2 separate regions of the Gossypium arboreum genome follow, and region 2 is linked to region 1. The links are chromatin contacts, called in public Hi-C maps. All regions are on one chromosome and are shown on one strand. The core of a region is the stretch at or near the end of the contact, and the rest is flanking DNA. Distances in the headings are between cores, read along the strand shown. Region 1 holds the start of LOC108481922 (solanesyl-diphosphate synthase 1, mitochondrial-like). Region 2 holds the start of LOC108454375.

What was found. A called contact is a pair of places that touch in the nucleus more often than the background predicts.
Region 2: a Hi-C map of leaf shows a contact between it and region 1, with 2.5 times the contacts expected there. The contact joins the promoter of LOC108454375 here to the promoter of LOC108481922 in region 1. A contact is called at or near these places in 3 of 5 Hi-C or Micro-C datasets (all in leaf).

Annotation. Positions count from the first base shown.
Region 1 is chr7:86,058,269-86,065,083 of ASM2569848v2, reverse strand. It overlaps LOC108481922 (solanesyl-diphosphate synthase 1, mitochondrial-like), which reads left to right and starts at 5,502. Exons shown (of 13, transcript XM_017785037.2): 1 at 5,502-5,878; 2 at 5,989-6,062; 3 at 6,167-6,236. The coding sequence starts at 5,792.
Region 2 is chr7:86,184,767-86,191,632 of ASM2569848v2, reverse strand. It overlaps LOC108454375, which reads left to right and starts at 3,408. Exons shown (of 8, transcript XM_017752820.2): 1 at 3,408-3,906; 2 at 4,496-5,537; 3 at 6,413-6,531. The coding sequence starts at 4,722.

The DNA of each region.
Region 1 (6,815 bases), core at 4,253-6,752:
GATTGGATAAACCAAAAATTCTGAAAATTTTATGGATAGAAGATATATGAGTCTATTTTCAGGGAAAATTAACGGAACTTGATTTGGAGTTTCGTAGCTCCAGTTATAAATGATTTAGTGACTGTTGCTCAGGAAGACAGCTTGCAGTGAAATTATGATTATGTGGTAAACATTGACAAAAATTTGTTAATGAGTTGCTTATTGATTTCTTATAAGCTTACTATGATCTGTAGGTGTGGTTGGCCGAATATTGTAAGGGGTTAATACGTAGTTTGTATTTGAATAGTTAGATTAACGTGTTAGTAATCCAATTGTAGGCGGTTCGTGTGTGGATCTCGTCAGCATATCGTCACAAACAGGTGTGTAACTAACACCCTCTTTCTTAGTCTAGATCGGCAAAAGTCGAAAAGCCGAAATGTCGAAAACCGGTATTTTGTAGATTTGCGAGTGTACGAATGCTCGTGAGGTAAATCGATTAATGTTTTTGGTAAGCTGCAATGTTTGGACTGCAAAGTGCATGATTTCTGTGCCCTCGATATTTTTGGGCTTAATGGGCCAAAATTGGAATGATGGGCCAACGGGCCCAATTCGGTAAGAACCCTCGGTACGTGATTCTGTTAGTACGTGAAAGGTAGGAATATGCATGAAAAACCCTAAAATAGATAAATTACTGAAATACCTTTAAAAGTGGAAAATTTACAGTTTTACCCCTAGTAGATAAATTAAAATACCCCTAGGGTTAAATTGACCTAAATGCATGTTTGATCGTTGTTATTTACTGCATGCCATGATGTTATTATCTGATGCATGGGATTTGGGATATTGACGGAGGAAGTCTTGAAAGTGGCTTGTCCACGTCTTGGAGGCTTTGCCTCAATTTATTGATAACTGAGCAAAGAAGGTCGCAATGTGGAGTGTTAAATTTGGGTGGGTTGAGCTATTCTCCACATGGAATGTATGGCTGGTACGGGTGGAGTGTAGTGGTTGGTGGGTTGAGTAGTCTCCCAAATGGGCTTGCATATGTTTCTTGATGTTGCATGTATTTTGAAATGGGCCTATGGGCCATACATTATCTGAATAAGGGTTAAGGCCCGGTTTATTGTAATCTGAAAAGGGCTCTAGCCAGACCACTTATTACTGAATGGGCTTAGGCCCAATAGGCTTGAGCTGACTTGGGCTTTGAATGGGTTTTCCTTACACCGAGTTTCCCAAACTCACCCCTTTTATTTTCATCCACGCAGAAATCCCCAACCATAGTGGGCTTGGAGTGAGGGAATTGGAGTGGCCACCCATTCGAAAGTTTGATTTTCTTCCGTGAACTGGACATCCTTTTATTTACGTTGAAGTTTTTTGGCTTTTAAATGTAATAAGGTCGCTTAATTATTTTTGATGGTTTTAATATGTATTACTAAGATAGGTAATACTTATTTTAACTGTTGAAATTGGATAGCTTTAGGGTGCGTTTTCAAAAACAACAGTTGATTTCAAAATAACACGACAACAAGCAAAGTTTCCGCAATGAAAGTATTTTTCCAAAATTAATCACTTTTCCTAAAAATGACTTAATCAAATCGGTTTCCCAGAAATATACATGACGTTAAGGTATGGCAATGGCAGATTGCATGTCTAGGATTGGATTCGAAGGGAGTTTGGTACTTAAGCAGTCCGATGGACTCACCTCCTCTTTTTCGGTTTCCTACCTGGTGCATAGCTTCCATTCACCTTAACCCTTAATGAATTAATCTTTTGAACATCAAGTACGATTTTCTGGACTTAGAATGAATTTTTTTTTTTACGTTTTTGATGTGGCATGCCGGATCCGGCCATAACTTCTGGGCCGGGTTTGGGGTGCTACAATCATCCTTTCTATTTCCAATAAAAAAAGTTCTACGATTTGAGCCTAGTTCTATTTTACGGTTTGAACTTAGTTCTGTTTGAGACGAAGTAATATTCATTTAAACCTCTCCCAAAAATGTCAATTTTAAGATTTGAACTTGGTTCAAATACTTGGGGAAGATTACATATCAACTCAGCAAAATTTTGCAATATTAGCCACCAATCTCTTCAATGTTATGATCAAACCAGATTGTATCTTCAGCATAATAACCTCTTAAAATCAGCAAGAATATAACAATAATAACAACCAACAATATCGTTTCAGATGCACCAATTCAATGTATAGAAAATTTGAAATTAATCATAAGTAAAATTACCAGTATTACTTCCCCTTACTCTATTAATTCCCAATCAATTTCCATCATGTTTTTTAAAGGAGTGAGAATGGATGCTACATCAACCATACGGGTTGTAGCTCATGGAACAACAAGCGCTTTTTCTAAAAAAAAAAAAAAAAAACCTAGAAGTTTGTCCAATACTTGATAAATCTTCAATATAATCTCCATCAATTGAAACTTCATGCTTTATGTAAGCATTAATCAAATGCTAATCTTTATAACTAAAACTTGTTCGATTCTTCCTCAGCCAAATTTGCCTATGTGTGGTCTCCTTGTTCTATTTTTTGTTCAAACAGGTTTAACAACCAAGCTAAACTTCTTCCAAATTGGCATCATCTTAAACTTTCTTTCTCCTTATTACATATATGATGTTGTCTAGGTGTTGTTCCATTAAATGTTGCAACTTAGATTGATTGTTCCTTGTACTTCTTCTTCTTTGATCATTCATCAACTTGTAATAATGAGATCTAATATGTTCAGTCTTTCCACAATAGTAGGAAAAAGTAGCAACCATCTTATTAGATCTAATAAAATTTGTAGAAGATATATGTTTCTTACCAAGTTTGTTACAACTAGGTTCGGATCTCCCAACAACTAAGATATCTTCATTTTGCCTTTCATATCTTTTCAGAATGGCTTTGGTATCATTTTAACTCTTACTCATTTTCTTTCAAAGTAGTATATGTTTTAGCAATCAACTCATCATTTTCTTTGATAGTTTCATCAAGCATTGTGTTAGCTTTCTTAAGATTGACGATAATATCATCTTTTTCTTTGATTATAGATTCAACCCTTTATTTTTCTCCTTTGAGAATAGTAACTTCTTCCCTCAAGGACTCCTTTAATTGGCACAACATTTCCACATTCTTCAACATTTAGTTGAACGCTTCCTCTTGGTTGTTGAAAGGAACATCATTGTTGTAGTCTAAGTTTGATGCCTTAATCACCAAAGGTGGATGTAAGATAGAATTACCTTTCCTCCTAGACTTAATTATCGAAACCATAGCTTAGGATCTCTTTAAAGTGCATTTAAAGTTTGCTTTGATACCAATTGAACAAGCCTTTGATTTGCACTTCGTTTCAAATATTATTCAAACTGATCACTTGGTTGGCTGCAAAACAATTTTGTTCTAACAAAGAATGGGACAAAACAAAATTTTAGCAAGTAGAATAAGATGCAAAGTAATGAGAGAAATAACATGTAATATTTGTTAACGCAGTTCGGATTCACTAATCCTACTCTACGGAGCCTCGACTAGGGAATGATTTTATTTAACAATTTGTTCGGAACAACTATTGGTTAAAGCTCAAACTAACCTTTACACACACAAATATCTGCAATGACAAAGTCAAACCCAAATAGTTACAAACCACTCTCCAAAATACCTCACTTACAACCAAAGTAAACTCTTCAAAGAATGCCTAAAAGAGAGTTAAATATAACCACAAGAAAGACACAACAAAGTTGACAACTAAGGAACTCCAAATCTTTGCACATTAAGGTCACCAACTTGCTGCCTATTTATAGGCCTCTTCAATTGATCATCCAGTAGTGTTTTAATAAGCTTTAAACTCTCCTTTAAAATATCTTGAGTATTTATCATATAAAAGTCTTCATAAATAAGCTCCTTAGCTTCAAACACTCTTAAAGATAAGGATAAATATGCGTATCCACAAAAGTTCAAACTGCTCTCATTCCTCTTCAAGACTAATCGAATGGATAATGATTATATTCTAATTTACCATGAAATTCCTTTATCATTTGCTATTAACTAATATTAAAACAAAAGGCATTAAAAGTCAAATATGTCACCACCAAAAACTTTAATTACTCAAAACAACTTGTTTTAACTATTGTTCGAACAAGGCAATCAAAGTTTCCAACAACTTTTTTATAAAAAATTCATAAAATTTTCACAAACGTGTCAATAAGAAAAATTTTAAAAATTTTAAGAAAACATAAATTAGTTGATGCCGGATGAAGAGCATGATCAAACTTAAATAATATCTAAGTGTAGTGGGGTTTTTTAAACTTGTTGAACTACCTCATGTACCCATATAGTTGTCATAATATATTGAACAAATGATGTTAACTTTTTCATGATGCTCAATAAATATTTGAGACGTGAAAATTTTAATATTTAACACTTGAAGATGATTTTTATAAAAGTAGAAAAAATAAAAATATTTTTGTAACGTTTCATAAAAATCTAAAAGTTAAGAAAATAATTTTATAATGTTTTAAAAATTATAATTTTATAAAAAAACTTTATAAAAATGGTCTTAGGAATCAAAACTTTTATAATCTTATAAAAAAATCAAAAGCATGAAAATATTCATTGGACCATGTAATTTTTTATAAAAATAAAATATATAATTTTCATCCACAATATTTTAGATTTTTAATTTTTTGTGATAAATTTTAAATTTTTTACCATCATCACCTATCAAATATTTATTAAACAACAAGAAAAATTCTAATATCATTTGTCTCGAAATCATTTTTTAATGGAAACTATACCATTTATTCCACAAACCAAATGTTCATTAAACAACATGAAAATTTTAATCTCATTTGTCTCGGGAACCATTTTATTTAATGAAAATTAGACCTGTTCGTGGGTTTGAAGCTACCTACTCAGGCCTGTCCAAAATTTGGTAGAGTCTAGGCATAAATATTAGACCGAAAAATGGGCTTGGGCAAAAAAACTAAGCTCGTTTAAAATTTTAGTTGAACTTGAGCTTGAACATTTAAGGCTCGAGCCTAGCCCAATGTATTTTTGAGTTTATAATAGTTTTTATTATGTAATTTATGACACGTAAAGAAATAAATTTATACTAAATAGATAATATTACTCTAATGTAAGAATTAAAATAATGTTAAGATGATTATATAAAAATTAATAAATAAAAATATATAAAATTATTAAATATTAAATTAAAATAATATAGACAGACTTAAAATAGGCTTAAATAAATCTTTTACAAATCTGAACGGACTTAGACAAAATTTTAAATTCATATTTGAGGTTGAATTAAGCTTAGACAAACATAAAGTAAACTAATATTATACTTGATATCAACTCAACCCATAAACATCTCTAACGAAAACTATATTACTAACTAACCGAATATTCATCGAACAATATAAAAATAATTATGAGTAAATAGTTAATATTCTGTCAAATATTTGATAGATTGAAAATGTAGTACAAGTCAATTTACGAAACATTTAAATTCCCAAAATATTTAATGGCAAGTATATTGTTAAAAGTCAATCACATTTATCTCATGAACTATTTTATGTAATCAAAACCATACATTTCAAGAACCATTTTATGTGATGGAAACCAAACATAGGAATCAAAAATCAACATTAAGCTAAGTACCAAAAAGGTATATTTCCCTGAAAATAGAGTCAAACAGAACAAATTACCGTTTGAATCAAAGGAAGTTAAAGCCGCCGACCCGAAACCTTTGGAAATACAATTTGCAGATCTTTGTTTAATTGCTTCCAATCACAAAAACCCTAGACTAACGCCGACCCTTTCACTGATATGGCGAGGGCTGCTCTTCTTCATTTGTTAAGATACCGCACGGCTTCCGCCGCCGCAGCTGCAGAACCTCTCTCCGCCTTTAGATGCGTAAGTTTTCAATGACTTTCTCTTTTATTTTGTTTTCTTTCGTGGTTCATTTGATTGGTTCGTATTTCCTAAATTGATGTTTTTTTTTTCTTTTCAATTGCTTATATAAGCAACTGATGACTAGAAGCAATAGTAAGACACCAGCAGCAGGGATTAAGTGGGCAGGTTTTTGCAGACCTTTCAGGTCCAATGGGTTCCATCTTTTTCTTTTTCTTTTGGCTTTTTAATTTCTTTGAATAGGGTTTAAATTGATTTGTTTTAACTAGTGGATGCTGTTTGTTTGCTCAGCTCAAAAGCTGCTCTAAATGATGTTATCGGTAATGATACGGATTCCAGCGTGGCAGTCATGGAACCACAGGTAAGAATATTGAAAGATCAATGGAAGTTACTGCTGCTAGTAATTATTAATGTCATTCGAAGTTGTTATGTTTTTCCATATGATATTTCAATAAGATTCTTCGGGCGTCCAGTGGTCTTTCTGATGTATCATATGAAAGCAGTGATTATATAAAGACAGTGAAAATAGAGAAAAGAGAAGAGACAGAGTGAGGGGCGAATAACTTCTGGTTTCAATTTCCAACTAAAGTTTACAATTAAACTATCTATAATCTGGCATTATCTGTGTAATAAACAGGGGAATTGCATGAATTACCTTAATTGTAAATGGAAACCATAGGTGGGTCTGTTCTATATCTAGATAGTGTACCGTTATCAGCTTTTCCACCTTGTTCATTCTTTTTCTGGTTATGAAGGGGGGGGGGTTACTGTTATATAGTATTTCAATTTCACCAATGGTTATTATGTCAGATTGTCTGATGGTTATTTTGCTATTTCTGTATCATAGTAAAACAGCTTTAAGAAATGGGTCAATGCACTTAACTTGGCAATTATTCCCTCATTGGGGCTTGAACTTGTTTTTTCCAAGTTAGTCCCTTAA
Region 2 (6,866 bases), core at 2,159-4,658, 130 kb before region 1:
TATACACTTTTACATTTTAATAAATTAATTTTTAATTATTTGTTTAATGTTTAAGGTAACAAAATTCAACCAATAAATATATATACTTAATGATGTAATAAATATACGATTGATTCTAGATGTATTACTTAAAACTTTTAATTTAAAATTTTAAAATTCTAAAACTAATCTTTGTTAAGTCCCATCAATAAAATTAATTGAGTTTTAAAACTAATACAAGTATATCTATATTTTCTATCTAAATTATTATATATAATCATAGGAAATTTAGTAGTATAATCAATTTGCTTTCCCAATTTTGATCGAGATTTCTAATTGCTAACTTTTGGACACTTGGGAATAAAATGACCATAATTTTAATTAATTTACCAAAAATTGCCAACTTGCTTATCTAGAAGATTTTACAATATTAATGGTAACACCTCATCTCCCACTCCCCCTATTACCAACCACATATACCATTTTCAATGCTTTTTTCTTGGTAACATTTCCCACCTTCTTGCAGAAAACAAGGGTCAAAAGTTATTTCATATAAAGTACTTTAAGTATACTTTTCTTCTTTACCCATTTTGATATATTTGAGGTAAAGTTCTTAGAGAATAATCATTGGTGCTAAATTTTATGCAAAAAGTCATGTTATGATTTGAAAAATTAAGCAACTTACCTATCTTAATGGGTTTATTTATTTATATTTAGAAATTTTAAATAAATTATTATTTTTTATAATTTATGTTCGAGGTTCAGGATTGCCCCTTCTAACAATGTTATCAATAAAGTTCAAATTTTGTTCTCTTTTTGAAAGTGTAATATGTCTTACCAATACACTCAATCATTGTTGGTTAAATTAATATTTTATTATTAATTATAATGGATAAAAGTGATATATATATATATATTCAACTCGTCTATAATAATTTTATTTGTTCCAAGATTTTACTTGTTATATAGAGTTAGTTGTTATACACATATAACAACATAATGTTATAGGAGATAATTATTGTAAACCTATAATAAAATTTATATTGTAACTTTTTCCAAATAAAGAAAGTGAGAACAATGTTCAAAAAAAGAAAGAGGGAATCAAATTAACAAAATTTAAAGATGTATTGTAGGTTCATACATTATTACTTTTATGGATAATTTATTTTACATTTTCACATGATTATAAAAATCATAAATCTAACAAGTTCAATTAATCAAGATGAGTTATCAAATTAAATTACAAGTTATTAAATTCAAGTAATAAATTTATAAGATTATAATGTTCAATTCATAGTAGAATATTTAATTAACTTAATAGTTTATTAAATTAATATCTTTAATTGCAATCCTTGAAAATTATTTTCATTTAATAAAATATGATTAATAGATTTTTTCATGTGAAATTTAAACATTTTATTGAGCAAATATTTTAATTAAGATAATTGGCTTACCTATATGAAATGCCTAAAATTTTAAATAAAATTTATGACAATATGAAGTTATAGAGAACTAATTTAACAAAAATGTATTTCATAACTATATCTGCTACTAATGTATTTCATAACTAAATCTGCTGCTATTATAAGCGAAAAATTTGTTAGAGAAAGTTAAAATAAAACATAAAAATTGGTTCTACTAGAAACTTGGCTATTGTAGCAAAATGATGTTATAACGAGGGTCTCTTATAGAGAGGGATAATTGAATAAATGGATAAAGTCAGAGGGGCTGGCATGGGCCCCGACTCCCTAAAATGTAAAATTACTATTTAGGCCTTTAAATTTTTTTAAAAATTTTAAATTAGTAAAACTAAAATTGCACCTTGGCCCCCTAAAATTATAAAAATTCGATTTAATCCTTTACAAATCATAAAGATATAAACTATAAAAAATAAAAAATTTCATCCAGCCCCCCTAAAAATTTTTCTAGCTTCACCCCTGGATAAAGTAATATTTAATCCTTGAATTTGGTAACTTTTTCTATCTTAGTCCCTAAACTTAGATTATGTTAATGTATGGTGATGTGGCACATATTCTCTTACAAAATTTTTAATATTATTTTGTATTTGTATTATGTATACATTCTTTTTCAAAATTTTAAATTATGACATAGCACAATTTTAAAGTGTCGCGTTATTATACATTAACATAATCCGAATTTGATACTAAATTGAAAAAAATTTCCAATTTTCAAAACTAATGTGGACTAGAAAAAATTAGAGACTAAAAAAAAGGAACTAAATATTGTTTTATCAAAATAAAGAAATTGGATAAAGTTATTTGTGATCCCTTAATTTGGTAAGAAGAAGAAAACTTTTATCAATTAGTTATTAAAATTAGTAACAATTGTTATATTTATCAAATACTAATTTGTATGGTAATTTGCATATGAGAAATGGGTGGAAAAAAGAAAAATGTTACAACGAAAATATCTTGTTGATATACAAGCAAGAAAAATATAAGGCAAGGAATTAATCCAAATATCTTCATGTTGATATAGAAGCAAGAAATTCCCGCTTAAGTGGAAGATTTAGATTTTACGTTTTTAAGTTCGAGACTTATCATATATAGTTATGTTTAGTTTAATTAATCATAACTTGTTAGCTTTAGTTTGAATTGTATAAATTTTTAGTCCATTTATGTTGTAATAATTTTTGAATTGTATTAGTTTTTAGTTTGATTGTATTGTAATAGTTTGATTCTACTGGATGGTTACTCGAACAATCCATTTTATAATAATTTAATGCTTGTTACAATTAAAAACATAAATTTCCTTAAAATTGCATGAAAATGAATTACCAATCCATTTTATAATAGTTTGATTCTACTTGAACTTGTATTTATAATGTATTGTCCTTATTACAATTTAAAACATAAATTTCCTTAAAATGCATGAAAATGAATTACCAATCATACTTTTTAATCTAAAATCTAAGATTTTCGTAGTCTAGTTCTACGTAAATAAACGAAAACAATAATTATTTCAAAAATATTTTTATAAATGATGAAAATTAAATTTGTAACCTCTAAAAATATATTTAAATTAAATAATGAAAGTAATTTTCTATAATCTATAATTAGTATAAAATACGAGTTTGGAAAATTTTTAAACTTACAAAAATATCTTTTATTTTTAATCATATTACTAAATTCACATTTAAAAATAATTATAATATTTAATTTAAAATTATTAATTTAAAAATTAAAATAAAATAAAAGTCGTGATAATTATATATTTAAAATAATTATAATTTAATAAAAGTTGTAATAATTGCATATTTACAAATTAATTAAAATAAAAATCTAAATAATTGATTATTCTAACCAATTCAGTTAATTGAATAAAATAAGAAATCACCATTTCGATTCGGTTTTCTTAAATATTGAGTATCATAATTAGGAAATTATTAAAATCAAACATTTTAGTACGTTTTACGAATTGCCGTTAACGCCACAACAATTTAAATTCCGTCATCGCCCTTCAACACCCTTTATTTTGAAATTTCAACTCAACAAGTGAAAAGGAAGGCAGAATTCCAAATCGCGAAAGCACGCGGCGGCTGCGTTTTCTGCACTTCCCGTTAAATCCAAGATTTGGGTAGTTTAACAGTTAAACGCGGGTGAAAAGGACTGATCCATGCGTCAAGCTCTTATTGGTTTTTTGTTCCCCGATTCTAAGACGTTGGTGTTACGGCTAGATTTAATCGGCACCCCCACAACACATCAACCGTAAAAAAGTTAAAAACAATAAAAAGAATTAAATACTAATAAATTAAAAAATGACGTGTCCCCTGTTTTTCATTTATTATTCATAAAATCTGTTCTTCTCCCACTCTCTTCTTCAATTCAGTTCTTTCTCTTCACAAATTTCCTCTCCCTTTAGGTTTCCTTTCCTTTGCTTCCAAATCAAACAGCTGAGGCCTCTTAGGTACGTTTTTATTTCTTTCCTTCAATTCGTTGCTCTTTAAACTGAGATTTTCCTTGTTTTTTGTTGTTGTTGTTGTTGTTGGTTTTTTTTTAATACATATTTTTTGAATGCGGATTTGGTAGTGTTGGTAAGCTTTCTCTCGTTTGATTGGTGAGAAATGTGAGGAGAAGAAGAGAACATTTCATTTTAGTTTATAAGAATTAAAAAAGGCTGTTTCAGTTTTTTTTTTCCTTCAAAATTTTGGATATTTTCGCGAGAGACTTTAAGAATTGAGATTTGTATTATTTTGTGTTATCCTTCTATATTTTCTCGGCAGCCAAACAAGGGAATAATTCTGATAAATCAATTTGGATAACTGTTTTTAGGTGTGTTTGGTGGAGGTTGTTTTAATTAGTTTCTAGATTTGTTTTTACTTCTAAATTTCTTCCTCATTTTTTGTCAAACGTAAAACAAGACATTCTGGAAATTTAATTTCGAGAGTGCTACAATTTGTTTATTTTATTTATGAAAATAAATTAAGAAAACACTGAAGTCCTTAGTCATTGCTGCAGAGTTTTTGATTGGAGATCTCATACGTGTTTTATTACAGCCCCTGTTTGTATGCTCTGAAGATTGATAGTGATGATGATGGTGACAGTATTGGCAGTGCTGATGCTGATAAATGAGGATGATGAAGAGATTTACTAGTTTTAGGTGTTGATTGATTTTCTGAAAGGGGATTGACTGCTATATGGTTTTCTTTTTTTTGGTAAGCACAGTTTTGCATTTGAAGCAGATGGGTTGAAAGGGTTTGATAGTTTAGATTTCAGAGTAATATGGCTATTGCTGGTCTACACAACGTTTCTGTGCTTGAAAATTCTTTCCTAAGGGAGTCTCAGTCTCAAGCATCAAGAAGGCGGGGAAATGGTAGTACCCGGCCATCCTCACTCCTGCAGATGTGGCGGGAGTTTGAGGATGAGCATGTGGTGAGTCATGCACAAGAGAGAACCAATGAAAGAATGCTCCAACAGAGGAGTAATGACCTTCCCATGACTGATCTTTCTGATAGTCGACGTAGTGAACATAGTGGTGTTTCAGAGGATGTGAGTGTGAGTGTGAGTGAGAATGAGTTTGTACAATGGTTACCAGATCGATTTGGATTGCAGAATGGGAGTGAGGATTCAAGTAATTTTGATTGTGAACATTCATCTGATTTGGGGGAAGTTGAAAGGGAAAGGGTAAGACAAATATTTCAGGAGTGGATGAACAGTGGTGGAAGGGGATGTACTTCAAATGTTTCAGGTAGAAACAATAGTTCAAGGGCCCAGTGGCTGGGTGAAACTGAGCAGGAGAGAGTCAGAATTATAAGGGAGTGGGTGCAAATGAATAGCCAGCAGAGAGGTTCTCTTACGGACAGTAGAGAAGAGCAAGCTGCTGATGCTGGTGGTCAAATAGAACGACTTCTTGATGGTTTGGTGGTTAACCAGAATGCAGGCCGGACCGAGCATGTGCATAGGGGCATTCGAAAATTATGTGGCCGACAGGCCCTGCTTGATATGCTTAAAAAAGCTGAGAGAGAGAGGCAAACAGAACTTCAGAGGTTGTTGGAGCATCGGGCTGTATCAAATTTTGCCCATCGCAACCGAATTCAGGTAGATGCATTAAATGCTGAACTATTTTTCATTTGTCGTGGTTGTCTTTAATTTTTCACATTTTTTGTGTACGTTCTTCCAAAATTTCAAACAAAAAGAAAACTTTATTTATGTTAGATGATAATTTGGTAGTTAGTCTTTATAAATTGTCATCTGTAGTTGATTTGTAATTTGCATAATTTTGAGCTATTAAACTTTTCTCAAGAACGAAGGAACAATGTATATGCTATGAGACTGTTGATTGCCTCAATTATATCAGTGGCTTAACTCAACCTTTACGTGTAATACATACCCTAAAAAGAGTATTAGATGTGTAATTATGGATTTATATCTTTCCTGTTAAAATTCTTTAAATAACTTCTTTGCAATTACATGCGTAGGAAAGAGAGAGTCTGTATAACATAATACTAACTAGGGCAGATGTTGAATGAAAAAAAAAAAAAAGAATACTATTACTTTGAACTAAGAGACAACTTCTGATTTTGTCTAATTATGATATGGTAGCATGCCTGTTCCAACTACTTTGCCTCTTTATCTTCTTATTATTCTTGATGTTACTGTTTTTAGCTTGTAACCTGTTCTGGAAATTAGAGCAATTAGGCTAACTATTGAATGCTGTCATTGGCTGCTAAAAAGGTCGTTAGAAATTTTAAAAAGGTTTATGGTTCTTCTATATGTTTCATTTGTTTGAAGGCAACAGTAGTTTAGCTTAGCTTAGCTTGGCATTGGTATCTGGCTTAAAGCTTTCCTAGTATAAACTATTAACTTTTTTGAGTGTTCTACCATCTTGATGGTTACATTTCTAGATGCGGACTGGTTTTACTGGCATTAAATTTTCTCAGTTATCTTCCCTTTTTCTTTTTTTCTTTTTTCAGTCTTTATTAAGGGGTAGATTCTTGAGAAATGACAGAATGGTTGAAGGTGACAGATCTATTTCTATTGCAGCCAGTGAATTGGGCTTATTAAGACAAAAACAGACTGTATCTGGTCTAAGGTACTTATTTCTTCTATTTATATAATAGCAATGTGCGTGTGTATATATTTTATTCTACAAAGTTCATCTTATGATATATTCTGAGAGAATTCCACTATTTTCATGTAAACATCTTTAATAATATTGGACCTAATTCGTGAAAAACTTTAAGCAAAGGGAACTTGTACTGTTTAGTAAATTGAATGCATTCAGTTCCGCATTCGATGCTTCAAAAATTGAAACAAGGGATTTAGATCTGTAATTTAATTTGTCAGTGGAAGCTTAAAAATAATGTCCCAATGATTTAACTCAAATAACTCACCAAGATTCTGGTCTGCAGAAAGGAACTGTTTGGT